Linked DNA regions of Mus musculus: region 2 is linked to region 1. Evidence: chromatin contacts called from public Hi-C data. All regions are on one chromosome and are shown on one strand. The core of a region is the stretch at or near the end of the contact, and the rest is flanking DNA. Distances in the headings are between cores, read along the strand shown. Region 1 has its middle 70 kb from the start of Gm30957. Region 2 has its middle 15 kb from the start of Gm13218.

The links. A called contact is a pair of places that touch in the nucleus more often than the background predicts.
Region 2: a contact with region 1 is called in a Hi-C map of group 2 innate lymphoid cells, with 4 times the contacts expected there. The contact joins two enhancer-like sites. A contact is called at or near these places in 3 of 484 Hi-C or Micro-C datasets (Th1 cells, Th2 cells and group 2 innate lymphoid cells) and 1 of 115 datasets of contacts at active chromatin or transcription factors (CD8 T cells).

The regions. Positions count from the first base shown.
Region 1 is chr2:8,875,711-8,878,410 of GRCm38.p6, reverse strand. No RefSeq gene overlaps it. Among named protein-coding and RNA genes, the nearest start is that of Gm30957, 70 kb to the left of the region's middle. Within about 2 kb of position 1,325, at least 2 of the 459 cell types and tissues checked have an H3K27ac peak or open chromatin away from gene starts, as enhancers often do. A contact at or near this core is called in group 2 innate lymphoid cells, where this site is marked.
Region 2 is chr2:9,576,677-9,579,376 of GRCm38.p6, reverse strand. No RefSeq gene overlaps it. Among named protein-coding and RNA genes, the nearest start is that of Gm13218, 15 kb to the left of the region's middle. Within about 2 kb of position 1,341, at least 15 of the 459 cell types and tissues checked have an H3K27ac peak or open chromatin away from gene starts, as enhancers often do. A contact at or near this core is called in group 2 innate lymphoid cells, where this site is marked.

The DNA of each region.
Region 1 (2,700 bases), core at 76-2,575:
AATTTCAAGATGAATCCTTGGATAAGAGAAATTCATGGAAAACTGTATAATCGGTAGAGAACCTTCCTCTTGACTTGAATTGCTCACTCCTCTAGACCAGAACTCTTTTGTATCTGGCTTGGAGTAAATTAATTTCGTTAGATTAGGGGAAAATGGAATTCTACTTTTCAATTTGAAATTCACTTAGTATCAAAGTGACTGTAATTAATTTTTTTTCTGATGATCTGAAAAATGTAGTCATAAATTATAAATAACCTATCAAAGGAACGTTGGAAAGTACACCTGATAAAGAACATTGCAAGTGTGGTCCACTTTCTTTCCTCACATGAAATGTGATTTTCTAACACATGAAAGGCATGCGATTAGTGCCATCTAGTGCACTGATCCATCATGGGAGCAATCTTATCAGTTCATCATAGTTTGTTTTTTCAAAAGGCTTTCTGAAAAGTCATCCAATTTCTCAAGACCATTTAATTCAAGTTAATATTAAACCGTTGATTTAATTTTTGTTAAAAGCTAACCTATTTACATGCTACAGTTCTTAAAGAGAGTTAGAAATCAGATAGATCATTAATTCCTTATCATTATTTTAATTGATTGGGATTTTCCTTGAACTCTCTGGAAGCATAACCTACAGTTTATTGCTTTAACCTGTGGGCACACCAAAAATAATTGTGTGTGTGTGTGTGTGTGTGTGTGTGTGTGTGTGTGTGTGTGTGTGTATGTGTGTGTATGTATGTGTGTGTGTATGTATGTGTGTGTGTGTATGTATGTATGTGTGTGTGTATGTGTGTGTGTGTGTGTATGTATGTGTGTGTGTGTGTGTATGTATGTGTGTGTGTATGTGTGTGTGTGTGTATGTGTGTGTGTGTATGTGTGTGTGTGTGTATGTGTGTGTGTGTGTGTGTAATTTGTTGCCACCACTAAGTTCAGTAGTGATCTCTATTAAGTTTCTAATTGTATCAAAAATATCAGTTTTCTGATTCAGAGATTTCTCTGTGTATGATAAAAATACCACGACTTCTGAGGCCATCGCAGGAGATTTATTCCTCGGGAGTTAATGTTACTAATTTGAGAAAAACAAAACAAAACAGAAATGATAAAATTCCATACACTGTGCTTAAGTTAGTCCTGGGCGCTCCCACACATCCTGCCTATTTAATTCATTAAGATTTCTCTGGCACATTGAGTGCCTGAGAAAATTTTGAGTCAGAAATTACAGTGACTTAAAGAAAGTCAAGTTGATTAATAATAGTAATGCAGCACACAGCGATCTCTCCAGGGGAAGGTTAGTCACAGAGAAAATTCTGTCTCAGTTTCCTTTTATCTGATAAGGTAGCCAACCTCAGGCAAACAGTGCAGCCTATAAATGAGTTGGTGTTCCCCGGTGTCCTATGTTCTGTCTCAACAGCTTTTTCTTCTCCCCCTAACCATGTCTTCTTCCCCCCGATTTCCATCTTCTCTCTACTCCTTTATTAACTTACCTTCCAACTTTTAATAATGTCAAACTAGGAGATGGAAGAATATTGGAAGGAATGTGTTCACTGGCAAGGCAGCTTGTTCTCCCTTCCATGTAACACCAGACAAATTAGATATGAGATCAGTAGAATACCTACATCATTTCTAATGACCAAGAATTCCTAGACCTAAACTTGACCTATTTAGTTTGGTCTGTGGTGTTCAGTGTTAGTGTAAATTATCCTTGCATGTATTGTATACAATAGATGTAATTAATGGGTGCCCCTTTAACATAAAGGTAGTCCCAGTTTCAGTCACTTATTACTTATTTTCATGATATAGTAAGTATTTCTTTGGCCGTGGAGAAGAGTTAAAGGGATTTTCATTATAGAAAAGCTTATAAGAGGCTGAAAATAATCTTTAAGATGAGATAGTTCAAAATGGTAGCAAGAACTATGAAGACGTTTATAAGAAAGAACATTTGGAATGGGGTAGGTTTAGTAAAGCTTTGAGGATTATTAAATATTATTGGATTCAAGAGAATATTTTGAAAGGCATATATTTGAGAAGTAGATAGCTAAAAGGAATAAGGATTGTGTCCTGTTCTACAACTGATGCAAAGCTCATACATCATGCAACATTTAATAACTGAGCAAATCACAATTTACTGCTGACTGAAGTTTCAGAAAGTGCTTTTATGGAAATAGTGTTTGAGCAGAAAAAATAACTAAGACTATTTTATGAACTGGAAAATGAAGGTAACATTATTTGTGACAGATAAGTTTAGGAATTGTGTATAGGAAACTAGAAATATTTATTACTCTGTTATTCATCTATTTTTGTACATGTATACATTTGTCAAAGGATACATATATACATTCAATAATGTCACTTCCTATTTAGGAAATCATACAATACAACAAACTTGGAAATAATCCCAATGGATACAATGTAGCTTCCTGATGAAGACACATAAGCTACGGAGAGTTTATTAGTAAACTATACTGTGACTTGCCAGCAGAGTTCTGTAAGTTCTCTGTCTCTGTCTCTGTCTCTGTCTCTCTCACTCTCTCTCTGTCTCTCTGTCTCTCTGTCTCTCTGTCTCTCTCACTCTCTTTCGTGTGTGTGTTTCAAGAGAGGAACATTCATTAGGAACATTATATTCTAATAAAACTACTACCTGCATATAACAGACATGTCAAATAAAATATAAGTAAAGTAATATTTTTACTATTGATACAG
Region 2 (2,700 bases), core at 92-2,591, 700 kb before region 1:
CTGATCCTAGTTTGAATGTGTTTATAATCCATGACATCTAAGAGGTCATCTTCTGGGTCAGCCTCTATCGTAGTGATGCTGAGAATCTTTGTTTCCTTTTGGATTAAAGATCAGCCCACATACCTCTGTTTTCTTCTTGGTAGATAGTTCTGAGCTCTGATTAAAAAGAATCAACTACGTTTTCAGCAATATCTTTTAAAACAAGGACTGCAAGGTTGCTTACACACTTTTCATAGAAATATTAATTACATTAATTTAAAGTTTATTCTATATTTATGTGCTGGAGTAGAGGTCTATGGGTAGAGTGCTTTCTCTGCAAGCATGAGTTTGGATCTCCAGCACCCATACACAAGGTGGGCACAGCAGCCTTCACGGTAACAGCACTGAGGGCACAAAGATAGCAGATCCTGGGAGCTCACTGACCTGCCAACCTTGAAGAAATGGCAAGGTCCTATTTCAGTGAGAAACCCTATTGTAAAAAAAAAAAAAAAAAAAAAAATTAGGTGCAGAGTGAGAAAGACACATATGAGCTGTCTTTGGTCTCCAAAGGCACCCATAGTTGAATGTGTACACACACACACACACACACACACACACACACACGTGTGAGAGTGCATACATACATGCACATACACAGATGCACACAGACACACACAAACACACATATACACATACACAAACACACACACATATACACACACAGATACACACAGGCACACACACTTGAACACACATATAGGAACACACACACACACACACACAGATGCACACAGGCACACAAATACATATAACATGGGCACATGCATATATATACACAGACATGACACATGCACACACTACAAACTACACACAGAAAAATACTAAAAAAAATCAACATATATTATTATAAAGTTATTATTTTGACCGTTAGCATACAACCAATTGGCAACATATTATGGGAGTGGGATGATTAAGTTGCACTCAATTCCATGCCACATAAGAAGGAGTTTTGGGCCCACCCCCTCACCCTGCCATGTACTCACTCACTCACTTCCCACTGAGAGAACTGACAAGTCACTGAGAAATGACAAGTCACTTTACCCTGTACTTGCTTTAGTCAAAATGAAAAGCACTTCGAAGAAAGGGTCCTGGGTACAGAGGCTGAGGGCGAGTCCTCAGGCTTTCTGCTGCCTCCCTGGAAACCCACAAGCTTGGCCTTTACCTTAGATGATTCTACCTTGACAGAGATGATTAAAAGCCCGCCTTACATAGAATCACTTTCTTCAACATTTGCGCAGTGGTGATCTTGTGCTTTGGGGTTTTCCTCAGTGTTTCCATTAAGTTACACATCTGTGCCTCCTCCCTTTGACCTCTCTGCACTGGAAAGAAATAAAACACCCCACATTAGCATAACTCCCCAACCTGACAGGTAGCATTTAGCCACTGATTTATAGTCTCTAGCCTACATTAGTTTCCATCTTCCATCCCTTCCCCACCTCATGCAGACCCTGTGTGCTTTGTCAATGCTCACTTGTGTGTGTGTGTGCCCGTGTGTGTGCGTGTGTGTGTGTGTGTGTAATGGATGTGAACCTAACCATTAACTTCACATCTCTGGTTTAATGCAGATACTTTTGTTAAATGACAATATAATTACCAGTCATCGGCAAACCTCAAAAAGGTTGGGAGGTTTGGTTCAGTTAAACACCCAAGAACTCAGATCCTTATCTGACATTTACCCCTCGATTTTGGCAGGCCCAGGCTGGCGAACTCTCAAGGTAGATCCACTGTGTGAGATCTCTGTCAGCAATTCTGTTGTTCACTCCCCAATATCAGTTCTTCTAACCTTCAGGCTTGGTCAATGGAGCCCAAAACACAACCACTAAAATGTAAAGAAAATGTTGTCCCCATCCAGTTGAGGTGAAGAAAGTTTCCAGGAAGACATAGAAAGCAACATCCTAAAAATCATGGTAGAGGAAAACCTGCTACCATTTTTGTTTTGTTTTGTTTTGTTTTGTTTTGTTTTGTTTTGTTTTGTTTTGGTTTTTTGCTTAGCTCAAAATGTTCAAAGCTGCAAAGTTTTTGAGAAGTTTGGACATCAGGTTGGGGTGGTGGAGAGAAATTGCTGAGGGTGAGAGATAACTCGGAGGTGTGTGTGTGTGTTTCCTAGGAAAAGTGTTAATGTTTAAACACCTTTTGGTATGCTGAGGCAAGCCAGTGGGTAATGTACTTTTAAAAAAGAGGTTAAGATATTGTCAGCCCTGGTGTTTTGTGTTAGGTTTAGAAGGTATGTGTTGCATCAGTGGTGGTTTTTCCAGTTTTTCCTTCTTCTGAATGACTGTTTTGTTGTTTTGTTTTGTGTCTTTTTGTGTGTTTCCTGAAATGAGAATGGCCTTAACTCTTAGGGCACATCTACCCATGACTTAGAGAAGTGATATTGTCTCCTGTGTAGTTTTGGATGGTCAGTGCCAGAAATAGGCACAGCTCCAGAGTCTGTATTTGGTATGGAACTCTTAGTATCTGTGTGGCACTGTGTGATCCCTTACGGAGAAATCCAGCCTTGAAATAAAAACGCTGCATTTTTGAGATGTTAGAGCATATTGTAGTGGGAGGAAAACTCTCTCAATCTCTCTCTCTCTCTCTCTCATCCTCCTGGTTTGCCCCAGTACTCGTCTTTTTAGTTGGGTGCTGGGTATGGAACTTGGTCCTCATGCTAATGAGCCA